3 separate regions of the Rattus norvegicus genome follow, and all the other regions are linked to region 2. Evidence: chromatin contacts called from public Hi-C data. All regions are on one chromosome and are shown on one strand. The core of a region is the stretch at or near the end of the contact, and the rest is flanking DNA. Distances in the headings are between cores, read along the strand shown.

Region 1 (4,444 bases), core at 672-3,171, 240 kb after region 2:
CTTTCTTTTTAACTTTTATAAACTATTATTTTGTGTATATGACTCTTTTGCCTGCACACATGTCTGTGCACCTTGTGCATAACTGATACCCAGGAAAGTCAAATTTCCTGGAACTGGAGTTGCAGGTGGTCGTGAACTGCCCTGCGGGTTCTAGAAACCAAAACTGCTCTTAACCACAGAGCCAGCTCTCCAGCCCTGAGACTTTAAGTCCTGCTCTCAGACTGCCGTATTTCATGATGCTGATAACTGGTGGGAGGTAAAGAGGAGTCTCCATTGAGTGACCTGTTTTCTGCTACGTGTCCTTAGACACGAAAGTGATAGACCTAGGTCTAGAAGGCCCTAGAAGATATGCTGTCCACATCTTACTATGTGGGCCCATAGTTTTGTTGATTTTTTTCTTACTGATTTTCATATGCATGTGTGTTTACATGTGTGTTGACCTGAATGTCTGCATATGCAGTTGGAGGCCAGAGGCTGATAGTCAGTGTCTTCTTCATTCTTTCCCCACCTCATATATTGAGGCAGAATCTCTCACCCAAGCCCAGAACTTGCCGATCTAGCCAGTTCAGATAGCTGTTTTAGTCCAGTAATCCCCCGCTCCACCTTCTGAGTGGAGGGGAGCATGGCGGCAGGCAGCAGGCAGGCAGGCAGGCAGCAGGCAGGCAGGCAGGCAGCAGGCAGCAGGCAGGCAGGGAGGCAGGCAGGCAGGCAGCAGGCGGGCAGGCAGGCAGCAGGCAGCAGGCAGCAGGCAGCAGGCAGGCAGCAGGCAGCAGGCAGGCAGCAGGCAGGCAGGCAGGCAGCAGGCAGCAGGCGGGCGGGCAGGCAGGCAGGCAGGCAGGCAGGCAGGCGGGCAGGCAGGCGGGCAGGCAGCAGGCAGGCAGCAGGCAGGCAGGCAGGCAGGCAGGCAGCAGGCAGGCAGGCAGGCAGGCAGCAGGCAGCAGGCAGGCAGGGAGGCAGGCAGCAGGCGGGCGGGCAGGCAGGCAGCAGGCAGGCAGCAGGCAGGCAGGCAGGCAGGCAGGCGGGCAGGCAGCAGGCAGGCAGGCAGCAGGCGGGCAGGCAGGCAGGCGGGCAGGCGGGCAGGCAGGCAGCAGGCAGGCAGGCAGGCAGGCAGCAGGCGGGCAGGCGGGCAGGCAGGCAGGCGGGCAGGCAGGCAGGCAGCAGGCAGGCAGCAGGCAGGCGGGCGGGCAGGCGGGCAGGCAGCAGGCGGGCGGGCAGGCGGGCAGCAGGCAGGCAGCAGGCAGGCAGGCAGCAGGCAGGCAGGCAGCAGGTAGGCAGGCAGGCAGGCAGGCAGGCAGGTGTGGTGCTAGAGCAGTCAGCTGAGTGCTCACATCTTGAGATAACAGTCATGAGGCAGAGACAACAGGATTCAAACAGGAATGGTGTTGGCTTTTAGAAGAGCCTGCCTGCTGTGATAACACCTCCAAGGCTACCCCTTCAAACCCCCTGGTGACTAAGCATTCAAATACAAGGGCCCTTTTCATTCAGAGCACCACACCTGCTGAGCCATTGCCACTGCTGTTTATTTACTGACTGAATAGTTTAGGTACACTGACCACCTTAGCTGGTGCTTATGGGACATATGTATTTAAGGACTTTTGACTTGATTCCCTCACTGGATGAAAGTCTGCACAAGTTTTCTGTTTCCTGTTTGTATTTAGAGCTTCAATGTTTTGCCCATGACGTCATCTGGTACACTCTTACTGTTTTCAAGAATTGGATTAAAGACTAAAGGCGGATTAAGGACGAGTGCAGGTAAACGAGGAAAGACTAGGGAGAATCTGACTATCTCTGTACACAGGTTTAACAACAGCCGACCAGGAGAGGCAGCATGCAAATGGGCCCATGAGAAAGCAGAGGAGGCTGGCACTGCCTCAGTGCTGACCTCCCTCACGGGTGACTCGTGCCTGCGGAAGGCTCTTGCCATTGTTCTGTCTGCAGTGAGTGTTGGATAGGTCCTCACCCTTTGATGAAATCAGTGGTCATAGCCTTGCCTGATCAATAGACTGGACGTCGTAGTAGACACTTTACATGCATCTTTACAAATATCATTTATTATTCATTTTCATTTATGCGTGTGTTTGTACATATGTGTGCACATGCCAGAACACACATGTGAAGGGCAGAAGACATCATGTGGGTACTGGGAATCAAACTCATGCTATCAGTGTTAGCAGCAAGCTCCCTTAACCACCCATCCACTGCCATCACCTACCTGTGTAGTATTTCTAGCTCTTACTTTATTGGGGGAAACTGAGGTCGAATGGGTTCCATGCCCTGCTGAAGCTCACCCAGCTTGCTGAGCGGATGCCAGGCTCCGCCCCTGTCCCTCTGACTCAGAAGCTCGTGTCCCTTCATACCACAGTCATCACATCGACATCTGTCAGCTATTTCAAGCATGGATGTACTTATGAATTATCTCAGAAGTATTTCAAGTATTTAGCACTTCCGTTTATCTCTCAAATTCAATGAAAGCGACCACTCATACATAAAACTATAAATGCAGACTGCCAGCTCCTGAAAATTCCTTATTATTCTGCTCCTGACACGCCTGTCTTGGATCACGAGCTAGCTGTCAAAATGCAATTTGTCAGCATAGAACGAGCTTCCCCTGATAAAAAGAACACACTAATCATTTCTTTGAGACAGAGAAAAAGAGGGAGGGACAGAGGGAAGAAAGGAGGGAGGGAGGGAGGGAGGGAGGGAGGGAGGGAGGGAGGGAGAGAGAGAGAGAGATCCCAGTTTCCTTTTGCACAGACATCTCTAGAGGTTGTCATGGAAACCAGAAAACTTTTGCAAAACAAAGTCCAGATATGTAGGACACAAGGTGGAGTTTGCTTTTCTTTGGTATCCAGCCTCTTACAGAAATGTTGTTAAAACCAGTTCTTTATTTGGAAGTCTTAAGTTCTGCAATCCTACCACTACTTTGAATAATACTTGATTATGACCTGCAGTTAATTTTTCCCCAAGTGAGTGTGAATGTTTTATGCGCTGAACCGTGAGTGATCACACCCCCAGCCCTACCCCAGCAAAAGCTGGGGTGACTTGATGTATCTCGAGTCTCGTAGTTGAGCTTTTCCCATCAACTAGTCCAGCATATTTGGAGAAGGCATGCTGTATGTTCTTGTCAGACACCTCGGTCCCTGCTAAGTCTATTGGCATTTTTCTGGACCGGCCCCACCCCTGTTCTGCACCCATACATGGTAGAGGGTCAACCTGGACCAAAGCATCCCACAGCACTTAAGCTGCAGTCCTGGGCTTCGGGAGTTGAGAGGAACTTCACTGAGGTGGGTAGCGCTTGCACCTAGCTGTTAGCAAAGGTCGGAAGAGTGAGCTGGCCCATGCTGCCTCTGCTCCTCATCCCCCAGCATCCCCAAGGTCTCCAGTTGGCAGGAAAACAAGAAAAGCCTGTTGCAATTTACACTTTCAGTGTTTGATAATTTTTTAAATTCTTTTTTATTTTCACAGAACATTTTTATTTATTTTGTGTGTATATATGTGGGTGTAGTATGTTGCCTGTGGAAATCAGAGGACAGCTAGCAAAGTTATTTCTCTCCTTTCATTGAGTGAATCCTGGGGACTCAACTCTTCTCCTTGGACTTGGTGGCAAGGCCCTTCTCCCATCGGGCCCTCTCATCCCCTACCAATCCTTGCTGTTAGTAAGCTCTGAACATCCTTCGCCCTTGTGCTTTCCCCCTGCTTCTCTCATGGAGTGTTCTGGTATGTCTGGCTGACATACTCACCCATGTCTTGTTTACAGAGCCCATGTCCATGAAAATTAGAAATATGGCCTGCTCTATAGTAGTCACTCAGTTAAAAAGTAATGGGGCTGGAGAGATGGCTCAGTGGTTAAGAGCACTGGATGCTCTTCCAGAGGTCCTGAGTTCAGTTCCTAGCACCCAGATGATAGCTCATGGCCATCTATGAAGGTTTCTTCTGGCATGCAGGTGTACATGCAGAGAGAGCATATATATATATATATATATATATATATATATATATATATATATATATATGGCATGGTTCTTTGCTGAGCATGCAAGCACATGCCTTTAATCCTAACACTTAGAAGGCAGAGGCAGGTGGGTCTCTGTGAGTTTGAGGCCAGCCTAGTCTACAATGCAGGTTCCAGGACAGCCAGGGTGGTTATACAGAGAGACTTTGTCTCTGGAAAACAAACACAAAAACAAAAACAACACTCAAAAAATTATCGAAGGAATCGGTAGTGATGAAATAACTTTTTATCGCATATTGCGCAAACACTTTCTCCTTTTATCTATTTCTTTTAGTTCATTTTGTTCTTGTAATGTCTGATCAATCTTTTCATGTCATGAGCTTTTTATGTGTGCCATATTCTCAGATGAATCTTGCTATGACTAGACGGTGTTTTATTGTTTTGTACTGTAATTTGTTCTTTGGGACTGGAGAGACAGCTCAGTAACTAAGA
Region 2 (4,131 bases), core at 991-3,490:
GTTTTTGTCTTTATGTCTGACTTAGTAGTCTCCCGCAGAACGGATGTACCAGAGTCAGTTTACCCACTTTCCTATGAATGGCCAGTTGGGTTGCTCACCCTCTGGGAGATTTAATGAATCCGGTTTCTATAATTACGTCTGTGTATGTCTTAACACTTACAGTGGCCTCTCTTCAGTATGTGCCCAAGTGTAAGACTCCTGGGTACCAGGGTGGACACACACTTAGCCTTAATATGCACGCCCGATAGCTCTGTAAAGCAAGATGAATGGTAATTCTGGTTCTGCTACGCCTTCCTCAACATGTGGCTGTCCACCTTTAATTTTAGCTAACGGGTGGGAGTGTGACACACTCCTCTGCTGTGGTTTGCCGTTGCTCTGGTGACAACTGACGTTTGGACCTTTCAGATGCTCACAGGCTGCCAGACGCCGCCTTCCATAAAGTGATGATTCAAGTCTTCAGCTCAGTTTCCAAACTGCTCCTTTTTGCCAGTTTCTCAATGATCTGTAGCGTCCTCACCACAAACAACACACCATTTGTTGCATGAATTCTTGGAAAATATTGTCTGCGTTTTTCCTCGCTATTGCCTTAGGGGGGAAAATAACATACTCTTTGATTGATGGCGGCTTTTCGTTTTTTCATAGTTTTAAATCTATTTTAATTTATATGTATGGGTGCTTTGTCAGCGTGTATGCCTGTATCACGTGTGTGCCTGATGCCCACAGAGGTAGGAAGAAGGAGCCTGATTCCCTGGAACTGGCATTTTGAGTAACTGTGAATGAATGTATGGGTACCAGGAAATGAACGTGGACCCCGTGCAGGCATCCAGTGCTCCTAGCTGCTGAGCCATCCTCCCTCCAGGGGCACAGCTTGTCTTTTGGGCTAGAGTCTCACGAAGCCTAGGCTGGCCTCAAGCCCCAGTTATGGGGTTGTAGATGTGCACCATCGCTTACAGTTTCTGTGGACCTGAGGATGGACCCCAGGACTCCATGCATGCTTTGACAACTGCGCTCTTCGTTTTAATAAAGTCCAATTGGCAGCATCCGTGTTTGCCACTTGCCAGGTCTTTCCTAAAGGACACCATCAGTGGATTGATGTGAAGATTTGATGAGGAAATGACCATTGCCACTGGACTCTTCCTTGAGACCTTACTGGGGTCGCAAAGTTCTCTAGCAGTCTGTTCTCTAGGAAAGGTCAGTCCAGGGGAGCTTCTAGAAACCTCCTCAGTGCCTTCAGCTCTGAGGTCTTTTCAACCCCAGGGTTCCAGCCTTTCTGGGATGGGGTAGAAAGTGGCATGGCTGTCCCCAGGTTGGCCTCCTCCCCTCCCCTGTAGGTCCTCACCTGCTCCAGCATGTCCTTAGCGAGGTCTTCCTGTTCATCCATCCTCAAGATGGCCCGTCGTATCTCCTCATTAGAAAGCTTCAACCTGCAGCAAATCCACCTTGAGCAGTCTGCCCTGGCCCTCAGGATGACCCCTGGGCCTTCTTTCCATACAGTGTGGCCTCATCTCCTCTCCAGCCCTGGGTTTGAACCTGTTCTCCCCACTCCTCTACAAAGACTTCCCAGGCCAATTTGATAATAGAGTCTAATTTTAATAAAGAGGAGATATGATTCCACATATCCAATCATGAGTGTTTTTCTTTTCTTTTCTTTTTTTTTTTCTTCTGGAGCTGGGGACCGAACCCAGGGCCTTGCGCTTGCTAGGCAAGCGCTCTACCACTGAGCTAAATCCCCAACCCCCAATCATGAGTGTTTTAGTTCTGTTGCTGAGTCCTGTTGCTTTGCTTGAGTTTCCTTAGGGCTGATGAAACACAAGAGATTAAGACAGACAAGCAGAGGCATTCTAACCAGTCTCCTTTTCCTCCTCCACCCCTCCCTCCTGCCTCAAATGTCTGCAGAATCTCCATGGGAGGACAGAACAGGGGGCAGCAGAACTCTCTCAGTCTCTGACAGTGCCCAGTTCCCACTCAGCTCCCTCCCAGGAGCCCCTCCCTCCCCACTCATCCCCCTACATAGCCCTTCTCCACCCCTCCAGGTACACAGTCACTGAGGACTCTAGGGAACCAGCCAACCCCATCCCCAACCCCCTCTCAATAGAAGAAACTCAGGCCAGGGAACTCGTGGGAGGGCAGAGGGGCAGATGTCCCAGAGGAGGCTGTAGGCGGCACTAAGAATAGAGCTTGGGGCCGTGTCCCGACCCTGCCTGGGGGAGGCCCCCACACAGAAGCTGTGCTGTTAAAGCAGACACTGCTTGTTGGTTCCTAAGCCCAGGGAAATGCTTGCAGGCTGAGATCATGCTGCTCCCAGGCCTAAGCAGAGTGGGCCCTCCGTGGGCTTAGGGCAGCACTATCCACAGATGCTTACTGGAGCCTCCTGGACGGGGCAGTTTCCTGTCTGAAGAGCCCAGTGCCACTGCTTAACATGGGCTTGCAGGGTAGAAGTCTAGATCAGTATCCATGCCTCTCTCCTTCAGGGGAATCAGAGTCGAGTCGCAAGGCCAGCATCACCCCCCTGTTTCTCTACCACCTTCCCCCAGGCCTGCAGCTCAACGTCTATGTTTGTTGTTTTGCAGTGCTCAGAACTAACCCAGGGCCTGGTGCACACTGGGCAGTCAAACAAGCACTCCACCACCGAGTTATCCACTTCTTAGCCCCTGTACTACCCACTTGGGACTTTTATTTGGGGTCCCTTTCCCTGCTACTGGTGAGTACCTACTTGGAGAGAAGAATGATACAATTCTGGGCCCTCCGGCCATCGATGACGGACAGCTCTTTAACCTTGCGGGAGGCTAGGTAGATGTCCTCTGTGGAGCCCAGTTCTTTCTGCAAATGATGAGTTCGAGAGGGTGAGGCAGATGCCCCCAACCTTCATGCCCACCTCCCAGACCCACCCTTCTTTCAACATAGGGATGCCCCTAACCCAGTGGATATAAAGAAAGAGAAAGAGAAGATGTGAGAGGTAAGGTGTTTAACTATCAACTCTTAAGAGAGGATCTAGGACTGTCCTGGTCTAGAAAAGATGGAGAGTCTTGAAAGGTCCTTCTTCTTAGAGATCGGCCTCTCTTGGAAACCCAGGAAAGGAGCTGTCCAGATGGAAGCCATATTTAATCTCTGTGGCTTCAGGCAATATGGTTTGCTTTATCAGACATCTATCCCCACCCAGAACTTCCCCAGGCTTATGATGGGAGGTCGATTCAAACCCCCATAAGGCCATAGTTTCTAACTCCTGGAGACTTCCAGCCTATCTCAATGTGGCAGGACTAAAGGGTTTTACAAGGTCATAAGGAAAACCAGAGGTGGAATCCATATTGAATTTACTTCTGGGATACCACTAGGCAGAAATCAAAGATCCTAAACCTCCATCTGTTGGAGCCCCCTGGTCAGAGATGCAGGAGACTTTCCAGCACACAGCGATGACTCTAGGGACGCTCCCAGAGCACATGTTCCAAGGTACACAACTCCAGGGCCTGCCAGGCACGCCATTCTCTTTGTGGACTTTCCCCTCTGGAGTTGTGCAGTGCCCAACATGTGTAGTCATGTTGGCAAGCCTTGCCTTGACACCTGTAGCTGATACCATAGACCTAGAAGCCTTCTCAGTTCTGTGGTCATTCGTCTCGGCAGCTGGCAGAGATCTGCTTGCGGTCCCTCCATCTCTCACATTTCCTCTCTCTCTCTGGGCACCCTCCTGCATGCAACCCTACACGGATGAGTGATAAAGGCTGGAAACGGTGCAGGCAGGCTTTCTCTCCTGGACCCAGGTCTGGGCTACAGTCCAGGACAGTGGGTAAGAGACGGGACGTTCAGAGCCCCGAGAGAGTGACTCACCTGCTCAGAATCATGTTAGTTATCAGCTCCTAGGCAGGCAGCCGCCACAGCCATCAGAGAATTAAACATGCACAATGTTAGTCAATAGGACAATAGGGACTGGAGAACAACACGTCAAATGAGGGCATCCTCGGTATCTGTGGGTATCCGGTCATCCCCAGGAACAGGAGACAGGAACCCGGAAAGAGCTGTAGACAGCATCTCAAGGCAGACATGCACCCAAGAACCCAAAGAAACAAACACCAGGCAGCCCACCACTTGGGGACCAGAGAGGCACCCAGTTGGGCCAAGTAGTCCCCAAACATGAGA
Region 3 (4,037 bases), core at 111-2,610, 160 kb after region 2:
TCCAGGGTCATTTATGTTATGTGCAGCTTGCATTTCGTTCCCAGTGGATGAGAATTCACCAGCAGTCAGGTTCAGAACGGTCCATCTCTGGAATTTCTTTATAACCACATCTCCTCTTGCCCTCTCTTTCTTCCCTAGTGACCTCTAAGTCCTCTGTCTCTATTTTTATTATTTTAAGAATGTTACATAAAGAGACTCATTCAATATTTAACTTCTGATATATATATGCATATATATATTTATATATATATAAACTCTGGAAGGTTCATTTAGGTTGTGTATTATCAATGGTTCATTCATTTAAAAAAGGTTTTCTAAGGACTTCTCCCTTGCCTGCAGTTTTGGGACTATTGCCAATTAAGCAAACGCACACAGGTTTTCTTGTGAACACAAGTTTTCATTTCTCTGGGATGAATTTTCCCAAAGCGCAGCTGTTGGGGCTCCAAGTAGCTGTACCTTCCGTTTTCTGGGAAAATGAAAACAAGAAACAAAACCCAGACAAATGGAAGGTGGAAGTGGAGGTGCACACAGAACGTGGGATTCTGAAGAAAAAAGGAGGTGGGGGTCATTATAGGCTGCACAATCAGATGGTGAGATCCTGTTTAAAACATCAACATAAAAGGTCAAACCTCATTTTTCAGTGTGGCTATAGGATTTTACAGTACCCACCTCACCAGTGAGCCCCATCTTCGTTGGCACCTGGTATACACACACACACACACACACACACACACACACACACACACACACACACACACAAACACGTATGTATGTGTCACACACATATGTCCCATGTATTGATATAACATATATGTATGTATATGTATATGTGTGTTTATATGTGTATATACATATGTATGTATATCACAAAGTTCCCAGCCACTATCAATCCGTGCCACATTGTAATTTGCTTTTAATTTACATTCTCCTGGTGAGTAGAGGTTGGACACGCTTTCAGAGGCAGTCTCCCAAGAACTCATCATTTCCAGAAGTTTCACATGGGAAGCAGTTTCTTCGCATGAAACTCAGCGCTGCCCTTGCCCTTGGGCTGTGATTTTTCTGTTGGGAACCTGCTTTATCACACAATGGTTTCCAAGTGAATTCAGAGCAGCTTGGGAATCTCAACCAAAAAAGGCCATTTCTGCAATGCGTGATAAACGGCCGACTGACTTCAGAGAGACGTAAAGGAGTTAAGGAATGCGGAAAGAGTTGTTAAGGAAAGCCCAACTCAGGATTGCAAACCCTTTAACCCGGCTCAAGAGCATCTCCCACGGACATGCGCGGCAATCCCTGCTCGGTCCCGCCCCTCAGCCGGTCCTCTTGGTCCACGACCAATAGGGCGAGGAGGCGGGAACCCGGAGCCCGCGGTGCTGCTTGGGTAGCATCTTTGGTTACTGTTGCTAAGGCAGCGGCGTCTGCAGGTGGTGGGAGTAGGAAGTTTTAGGTGGTCTGGACTCGGAAAGGTCAAGGGTCAGTACGGAGTCTCCGCCGGTGATGGTGAAGCAAACGATCCAGATTTTCGCTAGGGTGAAGCCCTCGGTGCGGAAGCAGCAGCAAGGGGTACGGGCCAGCGGGCTGGGTGTGGGTCGCGTGGGGCAGCGGGCGCGGGGTGGTCAAGCACACTACAATCCCGAGGGAGGACAGGGCCCGCCCACAACCTCAGCGCAGCGCCGGGTACACGTGAGCACACTCGTGCATGTGGACCTGTTTGCACACTCACCTGCGCTGTTCCCCATTCACACAGGTACTTCTTGCACTTTTTTGGATAAGTGCCTCCCAGCCCTACACACAGAGCTCGGAGCAGGGAGCTGATCGGTTCCAATCGGGCAACCAGTGTGCAAGTATTGTGATGCACCCTCAGAAGCGGAATCAATCAATTACAGACAAGTGTGCACACTTGATTTTGTGGCATGCTACAGCCTGTTGGGTTTGCTGTTCTGCAGCATTTAAGGGGTTTTGACTTAGGTTTGCTGTAAGTGTGCCATATGTCCCCACACAAGAAACATGTCCCCCTCCTCCAAAAGCATCAACCAGCCTTCTTGAGGAGTGTAATAAATCCAGAAGTTTGCCAAGGTCGTGAAGACATTTGTCCCCTCTCTCTGCCTCCAGGGTGAGCATAGTCCTGGCTGCTCTGTGTGGAGAAATCACCACTGGCCAGTTGACTTTTCTGGTTTATCTCTGCTCCTCTTCTGGGGATTCTTGTCATTGTCCTCATTTTACACATTTTACCCTATGCAATAGATAGGTTAAGTGAAACTGCCAGGGCGTCCAGCTTGTAAATAGCAGTAGCTGACTTTTAATTTGAACTTAATTTGTTTGACTGTCTTGAGACAATGTCTCACTATGCCAGGTTGGCCTTGAACTCAGAGAGATCAGTTTGCCTGCCTCTGCCCCCTAAACACTGGGATTAGAGGTGTTTGCCACTATTCCTGCCTTTAATTTAAAATTTTAATTTTACATTTGTATCAAGAATTTTCATTGTTTTTGAACTCCCTCCTCATTTTTCTATCTTTCCCACTGAAACCTGATTCCCAACAAAGCCGTCGTCCCCCGTTTCAGGTCTTATTGGTGGAATGCAAGGCACCGAGTTTAGTTTTCGTTAAGGATTTTTAAAATTACACTTTCTCTTCAGAAAACAACCCCCCCAGCTTTTTCCTGACTCCCACAGTGAGCATTCAAGCAATTTGGTTCCTATTTATGAATGTGTAGAAAGTGTATAGTCAATAATGTTTTATATCTATTCTGTTTCAGTGTTGTGCATATATAAACATGTAACATTATGGTATCTTATAATTTGGAATTTCCCTCTGGTAACGTACGTTCTTAAAACAAGATTATAATGTCTCTGCCATCAGCAACAGCAGTGGCCCTTTGTCTCATGAGAACATTCAGGAGAAGTTATAGGAAAAGATCCCAAAGAAAACATTAGACATTACAAAATGGCTTTTATTTCATAGGTAGGAGCATTTTGCCTACATGTACGTAGTGTGCCACATGCACACAGTGCCTGCAGAGTCCAATAACGACCACCGGATTCCCTGGAACTGGAGTCACAAATGGTCTGAGTTGCCACGTGGGTGCTGGGAATTGAACCCAGGTTGCTCTTGTAAGAGCAGTAAGTACTCTTAACCTCTGAGCAATCTCTCCAGGCCCAATAATAGCCATGTTTGCTTAAAGAAATGAAACAGCAGGAAGGGGACCCTGGGAGTCTTTGCCTCTGCCTCTCCTCGAAGTCACCTGCACAGAGACCTTTTAAAGCACAGGTAATACTGCCCTTCTGATGCTTAGCTTTTGCACTGACGGTCAGAGAGAAGATGGCTATGGTAAGGAGGAAGTAGGCAGTGGTAGAACTGGGGAGCTTGTGAGGAGTCTTGGTTCATCTAACTTTTTGAGCCATTAAATACAGAATCATACACATTTGTAGATTAGGCCAGGCCTGATGGCGGGCGCATCCCTGTAAATCCCAGCACTGGGTGGTGGTGATTGGGTGAGTGGAGACCGAGTCAGGAGGATTGCTGTGAGTTTGAAATCAGCCACATATGAGCTCTGTGCTAGTGTCAGTTACTACTGTATGAGAACCTGTTTTTGTTTTTGATTTTAAACAGTTGGATGAGGTGGCACACACCTTTTATCTCAGTGGTAGGGAGGCAGAGACAGGTGGGTCTCTGTGAGTTCAAGTCCAACCAGGTCTTCACAGTGCGTTCCAGGACAGCCAGCACTTGGCACTGAGACCCTGTCTCTGAATTAACACACACACACACACACACACACACACACACACACACACACACACACCACACACACACACGCGGGGGAGGGAGAGAACAATGAGCAAACAACAACAAAAACAAGATGACACAAACTGCAAATTTTTTTTTTTTTTGCTTCTTTAAAGAGTCCTATCTCAGATGATAAATCTTAATAAAAGAAAGACTAATGGCCACCCTATTAGACTAAAGTTTCTGATTCTAAGGACTTTGTGCTTTTTAAATTCTTCTTGATAGTGGTAGTGTTGGGATTTGAACCCAGGGTCACTG

Evidence for each region. Hi-C and Micro-C count contacts between places; a contact is called where the count stands out from the background.
Region 1: a Hi-C map of the A7r5 cell line shows a contact between it and region 2, with 3 times the contacts expected there. The contact joins two enhancer-like sites. A contact is called at or near these places in 2 of 12 Hi-C or Micro-C datasets (the A7r5 cell line and liver).
Region 3: a contact with region 2 is called in a Hi-C map of Schwann cells, with 4 times the contacts expected there. The contact joins the promoter of Kif6 here to the enhancer-like site in region 2.

The regions. Positions count from the first base shown.
Region 1 is chr9:18,786,153-18,790,596 of GRCr8, reverse strand. The region is part of intron 6 of Kif6 (kinesin family member 6); the gene reads left to right. Among named protein-coding and RNA genes, the nearest start is that of Kif6, 82 kb to the left of the region's middle. Within about 2 kb of position 1,921, at least 10 of the 93 cell types and tissues checked have an H3K27ac peak or open chromatin away from gene starts, as enhancers often do. A contact at or near this core is called in the A7r5 cell line, where this site is marked.
Region 2 is chr9:19,027,205-19,031,335 of GRCr8, reverse strand. It overlaps Daam2 (dishevelled associated activator of morphogenesis 2), which reads right to left. Exons shown (of 25, transcript NM_001427649.1): 16 at 2,714-2,820; 17 at 1,340-1,424. Among named protein-coding and RNA genes, the nearest start is that of Mocs1, 36 kb to the left of the region's middle. Within about 2 kb of position 2,240, at least 27 of the 93 cell types and tissues checked have an H3K27ac peak or open chromatin away from gene starts, as enhancers often do. A contact at or near this core is called in the A7r5 cell line and Schwann cells, where this site is marked.
Region 3 is chr9:18,868,112-18,872,148 of GRCr8, reverse strand. It overlaps Kif6 (kinesin family member 6), which reads left to right and starts at 1,360. Exons shown (of 23, transcript XM_006244480.4): 1 at 1,360-1,560. The coding sequence starts at 1,495.